2 separate regions of the Zea mays genome follow, and region 1 is linked to region 2. The links are chromatin contacts, called in public Hi-C maps. All regions are on one chromosome and are shown on one strand. Each heading gives the region's core, a stretch centred on a gene start, on an enhancer-like site or on the middle of the called end of the contact. The rest is flanking DNA. Distances are from core to core; before and after follow the strand shown. Region 1 holds the start of LOC103653686 (ASC1-like protein 1). Region 2 holds the start of LOC100284938.

What was found. A called contact is a pair of places that touch in the nucleus more often than the background predicts.
Region 1: a contact with region 2 is called in a Hi-C map of ear, with 4 times the contacts expected there. The contact joins the promoter of LOC103653686 here to the promoter of LOC100284938 in region 2. A contact is called at or near these places in 2 of 25 Hi-C or Micro-C datasets (ear and tassel).

Annotation. Positions count from the first base shown.
Region 1 is chr4:132,135,067-132,142,843 of Zm-B73-REFERENCE-NAM-5.0, forward strand. LOC103653686 (ASC1-like protein 1) reads left to right here and starts at 4,532. Exons shown (of 7, transcript XR_565642.3): 1 at 4,532-4,918; 2 at 7,014-7,243; 3 at 7,335-7,490; 4 at 7,668-7,777.
Region 2 is chr4:131,384,605-131,391,742 of Zm-B73-REFERENCE-NAM-5.0, forward strand. It overlaps LOC100284938, which reads left to right and starts at 4,860. Exons shown (of 2, transcript NM_001372151.1): 1 at 4,860-5,273; 2 at 5,376-5,669. The coding sequence starts at 4,907. The coding sequence ends at 5,518. LOC100284151 reads right to left here. Exons shown (of 2, transcript NM_001157048.2): 2 at 5,865-6,376. The coding sequence ends at 6,215.

The DNA of each region.
Region 1 (7,777 bases), core at 3,282-5,781, 750 kb after region 2:
CCAGTTAGCGGACCAGTCCTCAATGAAATGAATCGTGCTTTAGTTCAGATCGAGGACCTCGCCAAGGACCTTGATCACCTAGCTCTGGAAAAAGACTGGGAGATGGAGCACATGGCCCCTTCTCCAATTGCTGAATCATCAGAAACAGAGGATGAGCTTCTGCTTGATTATGATTCAGAGTTGAATCCTGACGATATCGTCGGCTACGACGATGGACGCGACTACTCCACCGACGACACCTATCCCTACTAGATTAGCATGCACCTAAGGAATATGTGTATGTGTTAGGTTTATGTGAGTCCAACTAGTCTTTTGTATGTGAACACAACAGATGTGTGTCACAAGTGAGTGGTTTAGTTTATGTCATGTTTATGTTGTCGACACCTATCCGGACGCGATGTTGATGACATGTTTATGTTAACGTGGTCTGTTAAATGTTATGAACTTTGCAATATATCTAGTCTGCACCACTTCTGAGTTTCTTGTGCCTGTCCTGTTTACTTTCACATGGTTCTGCTTTCATTTCACATGGTTCTTATGTGACTACCTTGAATGTACAGCATGGGTACGGATTGGAACCAAGTTATGGCACAATATGGCAGTTTCCTATCTGAGGATGATGGCACTCAGTTTGACAACACTCCACTTCCTCCTCCGCCTGATATACCAGCCCAGGCCTCACCAGCACCACCTCCAGTGAAGAAGCCTCCTCAACACACAAAGCTAGCCAATTTCATGTCTGAAGAGGATATGAGGGTTTGTCAAGCATGGTTGGCTGTCAGTTGTGATCCGATTGTGAACACTGGTAAGAAACGTCAAGGATTTTGGAATTGGATTACAGAGGCATACAACTCTCGTAGAGGATCAATGCCAGAGAGGTCTACGAAATCTCTCATGAGCAGGTGGGACAGTATCAAAACTCAATGTTCTACCTTTGCTGGATACATGATGGCTGTGCTTCGACAAAACCCAAGTGGCATTACTGAAGCAGATAAGGTACGTAAATGTTCGTAAATGTTCAGAAGAAGCTAACAGCCTTTTGTAAGTAAATGTTCGAGAAAACCAACTGATTTTCTTTTGCAGACTTCGCTTGCGGCTACTCGTTTTGCTGCTGTTGAAAAGAAGCCCTTCCATTTCTTACATTGCTGGTCCATATTGAAGGATCAGCCTAAATGGATGGACCAGCACATGGGCACCCAAAATCCTCCACCCAACCCAATTGGTACCCAATCAAATACTATTGACTGTGATGCTACTGAAGAATCAGCTCATCAAGCTTTACTTCGAAGAGGTCGCTTGGTCGTGATTCAGCCAAGGAAAAGGCAAAGAAGCAAAGATCAGAGAACACATCATCCACTGATTCGGAGTACCTAACACGAATGGGTGAGCTCTCTTTGGAACGGTTATCTGTCTACAAATCAGTAGCTTCAACTGAGGAGAAGAAGTTGGAGTTCATGAAAAAATAGGAGAGGCAGAAACTGATATTGGAGAGGAAGAAGCTAAATTTAGAGAAGATGAAGATGGAACGACAAAAGGTGAAGGAGGACACGGAACAGGAGGTTCTCATATTGAGCATGGATTTGACAAAATGTAACCCCCTTCTTCGACAGTACTACGAGGCAAAACAACAGGAGATTCTGGCAAGGGTTACTGGAAGCTCGTCGTCAAGCAAGTGAAAGTTGATTGTAGTGGTTGAGGAAGTACTCTTATTTGTTTTCGAGAACAATTTTATGTTTCTGCACTCGACAATTTTATGTTCTGTGATATTAGAACTCAGTCATGTTGCTTAATAATAGTAGACTTCTTATATCATTCGTGAATTATAGCATTACACATTGGCCAGCTTCGGATTAGTAGAAACATTCATCTGTTTCTATTATTCATATTTTTGCATTACACATAGCACAAACATAAACTTCATCATACTTAACACATAGTAGCTTCGGAATAACGGATCCGACGACATGACAAACTTCATACTTAACACATACTAGCTTCGGATTAACAGAACTGACGACATAACACACTAGACATGACAATGACAAACATACTTAACACATGGCAGACATAAACTTCATACTTAAGCAGCTCCGGATCCAAGCCGTGCCCAGTGGTGGTGGATTAGATCAACCTGCAACTGATTATATTTGACTGGATCATGTAGTTGGTCGTACCTGTTGTTGATGTACTCATTGCGCTCCGAAATGGAACCATGACTAGTATCCGCCAAAACTCCGATGTTGTCGAAGCTTGTGTTCAAAGACGAAGGACCTTCATCTTCTACGATCATGTTGTGCAATATGATGCATGTTTTCATGATATCTCCAATGTGTTGTGGAGACCAACCATATGCAGGACCACGAACTATGGCCCATCGCTTCTGTAGTACTCCAAATGTTCGTTCAATGTCTTTTCTAGCAGACTCTTGAACAGTGGCAAAATGTTGGGTCCTCACATCATACGGATGACAGATTGTCTTGACAAACGCTGGCCAGTCCGGATAAATACCATCTGCTAGGTAATATCCCATGTTGTAGGCGTGTCCATTGACGGAGAAACTACTGGTGGACTATCATCATTAAGATGCGAATCGAACAGGTTTGAACGCTGAAGAACATTGATGTCGTTACAGCTACCGGGCATGCCGAAGTATGCATGCCAAATCCATAAGTCATATGAGGCAACAACTTCGAGGATCATTGTAGGGTGTTTACCGCGACTGGTAAACATCCCCTTCCATGCAGTTGGGCAGTTACGCCACTCCCAATGCATGCAATCGACACTACCAAGCATACCAGGGAAGCCGCGTGATTCTCCAACTTGGAGAAGCCTAGCGATATTAGCAGGAGTAGGTTTCCTAAGATAATACCCCCCCAAAAGCAGTTTGGATGGTAGTGCAAATGTGTTTCAAAGCCTCATGTGCTGTAGATTCTCCAATTCGTACGTACTCGTCAACGGCATCCGCAGGAACACCGTATGCAAGGATACGTATGGCAGCAACAACTTTCTGAAGGGCAGATAGGCCTAGCTCACCGGCACAGTTTGGATGTTGAACGAAGTACAGATCCACTTGTTGCACAACAAGAACGAGACGCTCGAACACATGGCGACGCATGCGAAACCTATATTGCAAACTTTTTTTAGTACAATTGTCAAGTACGTACTATGGGCGTTAATACATGTGCGTATGAATAAACATACCTCCTCCGAAATTGTGCATCCGTGTAAACCGGTTGGGCGCAAAAGTAGTCGGCTCGGATTCTTGCATCACCACTGATATGGTCACGATGGATTCGAACACGACCGGGAATGGAACCAGCGTACCGACACTCGTTAAGTGCATGACGCCTACGATGTTGGTACGTCGCAACCTCGAGCTCATGGTCTTCATCTTCCATGTCTTGTGCCATCCTAAGAAAAATATTGGAATCTACGAACCGCTTCATTGTTGTGGATGAGTGTATGCGAAGTGTGAGTGAAGTGTTGAAGTAGTGATTATTTATAGAAGGGATAGGCTTGGGAGAGAAGCCATGCTCTTGTCGTGCAGCCGAAGCTAGACAATGGCTTGTTGAAGAAGTGTCGTGGCTTACGGTGGAAGCATGTGAATTCGTAAACATTTTTTCATACGATTCAAATATTGTGTCACGTTTTTCCACAATAATTACACACAACATAAAATGCAATGTTATTTATTTTGTACATTTCGAAATTATTAATGAACCATAGTTTTTAGATTATTATTTGTAATATTATTGATTACAAATTTTTTAGCATCCTTTGAGTACCATTAAATGGGTACAAAACAAAGAAAACAGAAAAAGAAAAGGAAAAACGAATTCTGTTAACACTGTAGCTTTAGGGGAACGAATTTAGGGGACGTTGCTGGAGACACAGAAGATATAGAGGACAGAATCTTTTAGAGTGTCCTGTAAAGTACAGAGAATATTCCTTTAGGGGACGAAATTTAGGGGACGCTGCTGGAGACAGTCTAAAAAGAAATAAACTATATTAATTCCACCTTTTGTCCCTCCTTTATTTCAGTTGCACTGATGGTGGAGGAATACTAGGAGGTATTTTGGTCCTCTTATGATTCATTTAATGTTTTTTAATATTTTTAGTCCATAGAACCAAACATAGACTAAACTTTAGTCTCCTACTTAAACTTTAGTCCTGGACTAAAGAAACCTAACGGGCCCTTAGTCTTAATTTTAGTCCTTCCATTTAACAAAAGAAGATACTGATGACTGTTTGGTAACTCTATTTTCTCAAGAGATATTAATTTCCCAAGAGAAATTAGTTTATTTTTTTAGGAAAATAGGAATTCCTTAAAAAATAAAGTTGTTAAACTAGCTTTAAATGATATAAAAACAGGGATTAATGTTTAGTCCATCTAACGGTCTAACTAAACGAGGCCTTAGCGAAAATCCCCAAGTTTTTAGAATTATCCGTACAGGTTTTCCGGCAGCGGCAGGGTCGCAGGGAGGCTCAGGCCCAAAGTAATCGCCAAATGGCAAAATAGCAAATTTCTCAAACTAATCGTACAGTAGATGGGCGCGAGTAAAACAGAACACAGGGAGAAGAACCGGTGGCAAACGAACAGGGAAAAGGGTAAATTCGCTTTCAGAGGCAAGCGCTGCGTTGCCACACAGCGGGAATCCTGCCCAGAGCTGCCGAATCGGGTCCAATCCCGTCGACCTTTCTGGCCGCCGCCGCCACTGGACTCCATCCAGAAATTACCTTCGATTCGGCCGGGGCCGTGGGAGCGGGGATGGGGCTCGGGGAGGCGGCGGGGCGGCTCCTGGCGGCCGTGGACTGGGAGCGAGAGGCCTACCCGGCGTACGACGACTTCCTCGCGCTCCCCGTCTTCGTCCTTTTCTTCCCCACCGTCCGCTACCTCCTCGACCGCTTCGTCTTCGAGGTGCGCCTGCACTCGCCGTCTTTCTTTCTTTCTTCCGTTGTTTCAAGGTCTTCGGCTCTGCGCTGGACGCGAGCGCGTAGCCTGCTGCCGAGAAACTCGCCTCAACTTTTTGCTGGGTCCCCGGGCTCTAATCGCAGCTTGTACAATTGCCTCGGCTAACCTGCTTGTCTTGTGTGCAAGGAGGCGCTATTTTTAGTGATCTCATCATCTAACCGTTGCGTGCATTGGGTTAATTTGGTTCATTGTTTTTTTTTCCTTTTTAAGCAATCAAGCTTAAATGATTTGCTTCTACTCAAGATCTAAAATTACATCTTTTCTTTTCCTTTTCCTCTCATAGCAAAATTTCCCTCTCCTCGACCTATGTTCACTGAAATATGCTTACCGTATGGGCACCATGTTTCTCAACGAGAAATGGTGGTCCCGGAATCCAGGATTAGTCCAATGCTGATGCTATGCAGCTTGCGCATAGAAGGTAACGGGAGTCCATGGGATGCTTGTTCTTTTAACGTTGGTTCTTGATATGGAGGGAGTAGCCTGGTTGGTTGGTTTGCTGCATCGAGCAGGTCCCTTGAAGAACTTGTTGGTTCGTACATCACTATGTTGGCAGCTGTTCGTACTGACTTGTTAAAAGAGAGTCGCATTATTTACATCCAATTGGCATACTATTTCTAGGATTAGTTGCTCTTTTAGTATGGTAAACTTAAGTACAGTTGGTTGCTCTTTTAGTTGGCTGACCTGTTTAGAAGGTCTTCTGTTGGACAACAGTTTCTGGAGTAAGAGATTCCTGTTTTTTTAATCAGTTGGTTGAGGATTTTTAGCTACGAAAATAAAGTATAAATCCATTTAAATGCTACAATACCTGTTGATTACGATATCACGCATGTTCCAGGTGTGGAGCGTGAGAACAGTTCACTTCACCTTCATGATTTTCTGGGACCATAAATTTCGCTGAGCTTTATATATTATATCTGTTAAAGTGCCTTTTTGGTTTTGTATGTTAAGTTTTCTGTTTTGCAATAAGGTGTTATTAAAATTTTCTAGTGCTAGCTATATGTATGAGCATTCAGACCTGGAAAGTAATTGTAGCCAGTCAGCAGTTGCATTTTAGCATTTGGACACAAGTAATGCAGTGTTCTACCATTCATTTTGGTGAAGCTAAAAGCTTTACAGCAGGATAAATTATGTACATTTATAAATACTGCTAATTGGGGAAGGCTAGTTGAGATGGTAAGTTCAACTAGATGAAAAATGGAAATGTTCATTTTACCAAAGTGTTATTAACATATTATACAAAATGATGCACAATCACTTCTATCATTTGCTTTATCTTTCAACTTGAGATATTTTCATTCCCTGCTGAAATCATTTTCATCAGTACTTATCATTCTTCTCATTATTGAGTTCGCATTTGCTTATGTCTTTGAAATATGTTGTTTGGAAAAGGGTTACATTAACATGATGTATGGCTTCAGAATCATTCAAAATAGACTTATGCTTCTATTGTCTTGTACTCTGGTCTCTGGTATTCGAATGATTTCTCTTTTGACCATCTACTCTCTTTTTTCACATTTTTGTTTCTTTTGCATTTATTTTAATCATTGATTTCTTTAGGCCACGAAGAGCAGACCTGGTGCAGTGGTGAGAGCTGTCTCACTAAGTCACCTGGTCGCCAGTTCGAAGCAGCCTCTCCGCATTTGTGGAAGAAGGCTTGCCTCAATTTATCCCTTCCCTAGATCCCACTGTGTGGGAGGCTCTAGCACTGGATTTGTCCCTCGTTTCTTATGCATTTATTTTAATGATCCGTCTACTTTTTTCACATTTTTGTTTCTTCTGCATTTATTTTATTACTTGATATATGATATTCGTTAGGTCATGATTGATCCTTTTGTATCAGGTGATCGTTTTTTATTTTCTTCTTTTTTGCAACCCCCTCTTAAGATTATAGGGGTTGTGTTGTAATGGTCCATTATTTTTCTCTCTTTAATACAAAGATCAACTCACCCACATGTTCGAGAAAAAAATATATATGATGTTCCTTCCAAAGTTTTGCATTAATCAACAACCTAACTGCTTTCCTTTTCTGTAAATGTTTTAGTGGGTTGCAAGGAGGCTTATAAATAGAAATGGACATCAGAGCACTAATAATGAAACAGAAGAAGGAAGGAAGAAGATAAGAAAATTCAAGGAATCAGCTTGGAAATGTGTTTATTTCCTGTCTGGAGAGCTTTTAGCTTTGTCGGTTACATATAACGAGCCTTGGTTCACCAATACCAGATATTTTTGGGTAGGACCAGGAGAACAGGTCTGGCCTGATCAAAAGATAAAGTAATTCTGATCCTTCCACTGTACTTTTTAATAAAAATTCTCACTGGTTTTCAATCTGCTCTAGATCTAATGGTTGTGCCCTTACTCTCAGATTGAAACTTAAGGCTGTATATATGTATGCTGCTGGATTCTACACATATTCCATATTTGCACTTATGTTTTGGGAAACAAGGCGTTCAGACTTTGGAGTGTCAATGTCACATCATGTTGCTACTGTCGTCCTGATTGTTCTATCTTACGTGTTCAGGTATGTTTCTTATCTTGAATAACTTTTAGCTGTTGTTTCATGAATTTGCAACATCATTGTATCAGTATAGGAGAACTTCTTAGTCATCATTGCTGATTTGTTAATTTCTTTTTCTAACTCCTTTCATAATTCGTAGACAATGTTTTAACTAAAATCTTCTTTTCCTTCGTCAACCAGATTTGCTAGAGTTGGCTCTATAGTATTGGCAATTCATGATGCAAGTGATGTTTTCCTGGAAGTAGGGAAGATGTCCAAGTACAGTCATTGTGATTGGCTTGCCAATGTTT
Region 2 (7,138 bases), core at 3,610-6,109:
CTTATATGCCATAACCAACTTAGTGAATCCTTAGAGAATAGACAAGTTGTGAACTTTGCCTCACTAGATGAAAAATCAACTAGGTAAAGTTTCTCATGCCTAAATCCTTTGAACATGAGATTGCTACCATCTCCACTAGTGATAAGAACTTCATCAATGGTAAAGTTGCAACTAAAGCCTAAATCACATAGTTGAGCAACAGATAGTAAATTAAAATTTAGACAGTCAACTAAAAGCATATTTGAGATAGAATGATCTTCGAAATAGCAATTCTACCCAAACCTTTAACTTTCCATTGCTATTGTCTTCAAATGTGATGCTATCATAGCTTGAACAATCTCCCTCACTCATGTGTTGAGTGCATCAACTATCCAACACCCAATGATTCTCTCCTACCTTGTAGTTCACCTACAATAGGAAATCAATCTCTTTTAGGTACCTAAACTTGTTTGGGTCCTTGCATATTAGTGACCAAGGTATTTGGCACACAAATGGATTTCTTCTTGTTGCCAACAATTGGGGTACCAACAAACTTAGCATGGACACCCTTTGCATTATGAGTAAGAACTCAACAATGATCAAAATAAGTAGAGGATACATTCTTGGACTTAGGACATTTTTCTTGATATGTCCCTTCTTGTGGCACTTTTGACACACTTTGTCACATTCCTTCACAAACATGGTCTTTTGCATTGCAAAAGCATTCTTGCCCTTCTTAGGGACATATCCAAGTCCCTCACAGTTAGGTGAGCAATGTTCCTTCACGAACTTGGCCTTACCACCATAAGCCTTCTCTAAATCATGAGTTAGAGTATTGACTTTTCCTACTAACACTTCATTCTCAACAATAATTTGTGATACATCACAAACAACATTATCATTCATGAGAAGATTGTTACATTTACTACAAAGAGTGTTAGTAGGATGTGGTTCACTTGTAGGACTATCAAGTAAGTCACAAGTGACTCCAACATCATCTGTGACCACCACGATGCCAAGCACATAAGATGGTTTTTGAGCTTCAAAAAGCTTCTCACAACTTTCCTTTAGACTGTTGTGAGAGGTCTTTAGCATCTCAAAAGACACTTGAAGGTTTTTATACAAATTCTTCAAGGTCCTAATTTTTTCTTTTTCTTTATTCTTGTGTTCATCAGCCTCACCCAACATTTTAACTACATCATCATCAATACCATCATCATCATCAACATAATTATGTCATTTATGATTTTTACCTTAGCATCACCCTTTGCCATGAGACAATGTGAAGATGAGAAGAGTGAAGGGGCTTCATTGATGGCGTTGTCGGCATTGAGCTTTCTCCTAACACTTCGTTGGAGATGTTTTGGTCAAATCACTTCTCACTAGCATGGTCACAATAGTGTCATATTTCTCCGGAAGGGATCTAAGAAACTTATGAGTGAAATTCACATCCTGTACATCAAGACCAAGTCTTTTGAGGTCATTCACAATCTCATTTAATAGGTTGAACATGTCGGATATGCTTTCATACTCTTTCATGATGAATTTCTCAAACTTCCCTTTGCACACATATAGTTTGGAACTCTTCACAATTTTTGTTCATTCATGAATTTCTATTAGCTTTGTCCAAATCTCATGAGCGGTTTTGAGATTCTTGATTCGATTGATCTCATTGATGTCTAGAGCATCATACAATACATTCATAGCTTAATCATTGGTTAGAATATTCTCATTATCACTAAATGTTGGCTCATCTTGCTTCAACACAACAAAACCATCTTTGACAATTGTCCAAGTCCTTCCACCCACTACTCTAAGATGCATTGACATTCTTATTTTCCAATACTCATAAGTCTTCCCATCAAAATGTGGTGGTTTTCCAATGTGCAAATTGTTGTTACTAGCCATTTTGTCCAACTCTGGGATGGTTAAATCCACAAACAATGGAGTCCTTAGCTCTGATACCCCTTGTAGAATCTAGGACATCGGCTAGAGGGGGTGAATAGACAGTTTTGACTAAAATTAAAGACACTAGAGAAATTTAATCAATACGACAAGAGATATAAATTTCCTAACTACAACAAGTAAGCAACTTATAGGAGACAACAATAGCAATGTTAGAAATGAATACTAATTCAATAATCACAATCAAATGCAAGGAAAACAAGTACTAGGGAAATAGAGAGACGCCAGATTTTTTCCAGTGGTTTCATTGATTTGTCGATAACCTCCAATCCATGTCGAGGTGGACTCTAAGTTCACACTTGCTCCTCTATCAAGAGACGGCATGATCTTTGAGCCAAGGGACAAGGAATCTCTCAATACCTCGGTTCCACTAGCATCGCCTTTGTCGCTCCGGCGAGGTAGGCACAAATCCCTCACAACCACCATCACGGCTCCTCCACAATCATCACGGAGAGCTCGACGGAGACACCACAAAGCCGTCAAGGAGGTGACAACCTCCAAGAGTAACAAGTCGATGACGCTTGCTCGGTGTGCCACCTAGTTTCTCAAGATCACAATGATGCAAATGCACTAGGAACCCTCAATCAGTCACTAGGATGCAATCTCAAGCAATATGTGTGAGTGAGTGAGTAGGAAGGTCACAAATGTGCTTAATGTGTGCTAGGAATGGCCAAGAGAGGTCTCACACACAAGCACCACTTCTATTTATATGCCTCCAAACTTTACTAGCCATTATGTGCAAACAAAACATCTTTTGCGCACACGCGGACGGTCTGTGCCCTCTGGCCGGACGGTCCGCCGTACCAGTAATGGCTATAAAGGTCGTTTCAATCTTATCAGAGTTGTCAGAAAAAGACAGGTACAGACGATCCGTCGACCCCGGCCGAACGGTCCGAGACCTAGCAACTTAACACACTTAAGCATTGACCAAGAGACTTTACATTGGCGGATTGTCCGCCCTCCAAGGCCAGACGATCCGCGACTTTGAGTCAGTATTGTCCGAGCCAAACACTCGGACAGTCCGTAGTACAAACACCAAAAACAATATAGTCCCTGCCCAATTCCATTTTGGCACCTACGGACGGTCCTCGCCCTCTGGCCGGATAGTCTGCACAAGCACACAGTGACTTGTGTAAATCGGAAGCATCCCTAGTCAGGACTGAGGATGGTCTGGCGCCAAGGCCCTTACGGTCCATAGTACAATCACTTCGGACCACACCGAAGACACCACATTTGAACCTCTCTGAGTAGGTCAAGGACGGTCCGGCCACCTCTCTCGGACTGTCCATAACACAGACAATTTACTCAGTTTTCAAACACTCTTTTGAAAATATTTTAAACCTCAAAATCGGAAGTGTTGTTAGTCCTCATGCAAATGCAACAACTAGATGCTCTGGGGCACTAATTTTCACACAGATAATTGTCATTGATCCCTCTTAATGGCATGGCTATCTAGCCTACTAATCCAATCAATTTCTTCTCTAAACACCTGGTGACCGGTCAAAAACAAAACATATGTTATACCTTTGCCTTTATCGGATCCACAACCAATGTTTTAAGTCTTTAAGATTTTTGATAAGGATCTTCTCCCTGTGGTCCAACTTGCATTCTTATTTCTCCAAGAATTGTTAGTCCACATATGGTTATCATTAATTACCAAAACGTCACTTAGTGGACTAGATGATTCACAACCCCTAAGTGAGCCAACAGAATGTTTAGGAGTTATTCTGATCCCAGTAGGCCTAACAATTAGTTATTTGAACAAAGGGTATGTTTGTTTGAGATTATAATCTGCCCAAATTATATAATCTAACTTATTTGAACTAACACTATCTACCCAAATTATATAATCTAACTTATTTTGGACTAAGTGTTAGTTTAAATAAGTTAGTTTATATAATCTTCTTATTTGAACTAACACTATCTACACAAATTATATAATCTAACTTATTTTGGATTAAGTGTTAGTTTAAATAAGTTAGATTATATAATCTATTATCTAGACAAATTATTACCCCGCAAACAGGCCCTAACTAATGTAAAATCTCATTTCATGGTCGAGGAGTCAAACAATGTTTTTATTTATTAAAAACAATATTAATATTTCTATCTTTAAATATTTTTTGTTATAAAAAATATATTTCAGTGATACTCATTACACACTCTAGATGTGAGGTGTTAGCTATTTTCTGTATATAGTTGATTAAGTTTGAAATTGTTTAGTTCCTTAAAAAGGAGACTTGCATTCTTTTTTTTATTCAAGAGTGTGTTCTTTAGCCGCTCCACTATCCGCGTGATTGGTTCACCGGTGCCAGCGTGCAGCTGCATGCGCGGAGTTTTAAAGCCTGATTTGTTTGGTAGTTGAATGAGTGAATGCAGGCACACTGCATACAAAAAAGCTGGTGAGTAGGGCTCCACATAGTAAGCCGATCGCTGCGTATGCGGGTATACAACCTGCATGCAGGCCGCCTATAAGGGACACACATCACGATAATGCTTTTTAGTTTGTTTTTTATTATATTTTCTAATTAAGAGATTTAATCAGCGAACCGATTTCATATTTATATTTTTAAGATTTTTATGAACAAAACTAAATCATTAATACTATTATCGTATTTGAAAAATTATTTATACATTCTTCTCTAATTCATGTTTTCGTGCAAGCATCTAAACAAAGTTTATCTTAAGTCTACACGAGTCTATGTAAACAACTAAACAAAGTCATATACATGAATTTATCTTAGTTCTATCAGTACTGGCTAACTCATATAGGCCTGGCTCGACTTCTACACCAACCAAACATATAGTATGTGATCCTAGGAACTTGGCAAAATCACCGCCTTTTGCTCGAAATAACAAGTCAAATGGGCCCGGCGATCGTCCACCTCCCTGAACCTCGCATCGTCACCGGTCATACCCTGCCCTCTCCTAAGCCTGGGCGGCTGGACCAAGGACGACGACGATGCGTCCATGCGCGCACCTCGCCGCGCTCCTCCTCCTCCTCCTCCTCGCCGAGACCGTCTCCTCGCGCCATGCGCATGCCCCGGCGGGCGCTGCGCAAGACGTGGCCCCCTCAGCGCACCTGCCGCTGCCGTGCCTGGAGGAGCTGCTGCCGTGCACGGCGTACCTCAAGACCACCAAACACCCCTCTCCCACGTGCTGCACGGCCATGCACAACGCCGCGGCGGCCGAGATGCCGTGCATGTGCCGCCTCTTCGCCGACCCGGAGCTTCTCGCCACCTTCAACGTCACCAGGGAGCAGATGTTCAAGCTCCCCGCCCGCTGCGGCCTGCCCGTCGGCTGCCGTACCGGGGCCTCCCACGAGCCTGGTTAGTCCTTCTCTAGCCTAGCCGTAGCCGACCGCCGTTGCGTTTACCCACCCCCGAGCCCCCATCAGATGACACCTGACACTATGCAATGAATGCATGCAGTCGTGGAAGCGCCGCCGCCGCCCGCCCCGGCACAGCAGCACCATCATGGTGCCTCGTCGAGGGGTGTCCAGTTCAGTAGCATCTGGAGCCTGGTGGCGTCGTTCGTTTTGGGCCAGATGATCCCCATGGCTGCACCATTTTAATTTAGTCTGTTCTGCATCGTTCTGTTTTATCGCCTCAGTTAGCTATAATGGACAGCGACAGAATACATTTCAGATGTAGTAGTGATAGGCACTGCATGACAGCATGAGTGCTGCTTGTTAATACTAATAATACAGTATTAACTGAACAAAATGGATGATGAAACAGTAGCTCATTCGCCTCACTCAGCTCCATAATAATATAAGGTATCTAATGATTATCAGACTACTAGTACAGAGGTGGAATTGAGAAAGTAATTTCAGGTTTCACCTATCAATATGTTTCTGAACATGTGACACTAAACATTCTTTCTGAATCTAGAAGCCAGTTAAAAGCGCGCAGATCATATATGGAGCATCGATCAGAACCGATGATTGAATCTCAAATCTCTACGTCCGACTAAGGTTACAACACAATACAGGATGCAAATGGGTTGCTCCAGGCACAAGCAGCGTCCCCAGGCGTGGGAGTTCCCTGGCATCTAAACACGCCCTGAAGAATTGAGTCGAGTTACAGCTCCGATTGCTAAAGTTGAAGGTTTACATGGCAGATCTGTGCAGAGTACATGGAAAAACTAGTTACAGCAGATTAGGTCTACATATTTGCACCGAGGGCGATAGTGGTTCTACTCCTCTTAACCTTCTGCAGTTAAATGTCGAATACAGAATGCGCCAGCTAGTTGACTGTTTCATGGCCCCTCATCGCGGACGGACTAGTGGCTCAACAGCTGTTCTGAAGAGAAGAATGTAGGCCTTGTCAACAGAGAAGTACAAGAAACCTCCCAGGGAGTGAGTGACATAGGAACCAAAGCTTGTTCCAACAATGCAATGCCAAGCAGGACCATATGCCGTATCAAATTCCTGCAGGAAGATGGAAACAATATCATCTACCATTAACAATGAGAAGATCGATCGATCAATCGCAGAGTCACCAAAAATTCAAATCCTGGGTTAAATAACTAATGCACAACCAAATTTCTGGGAAGCAATAGCCTCAAGTAATCAGCAGATTAATGGAAATGAATACTAGAACCCAGATTATAACTAATAGTAAGAGTCAACACTAACAGTTATATATCATATTAAGGATGCACAGAGCTACAAATGATTTTCTACGGTTTCCAGGAACACCAAATGGTCAATATAAAAGAAGAGCAATGCTGCCTTCATAAACATAGGAGGGAGGACATAATATTGCACTAAGTTGTAAGCTTGAAAACCCATGAGAAAACAGTCATTTCAGTTGTAAACCTATAACACATCTATTCATAGCGACGAAGTCCAAACAGTTATGTAGGACTAAAATAAATTATTGTACACACAGAGCATAAGAATGTTCTGGGAAGCAATAGCCTCAAGTAATAAGTTATGATGCACACATGGCATTTCATGACTGTAAATCTCTAACACTGTCACCTTCCTCATCCAGATCGCCTCGGCTGTACTGATGGAAAATTGAATTTGCTAAAGGGCATGCAACGAGTCGTAGGCAGGATGTAAAGCTAGCTAATGAATTCCTCAAGCATGTCTCTTACATTAGCTGTAAGGTTAAATAACTATAAAAAAGCGAAGCCGTAGCACAATTCTCACACAACTACAGAAGCACCTCGAGGACTTGCATTT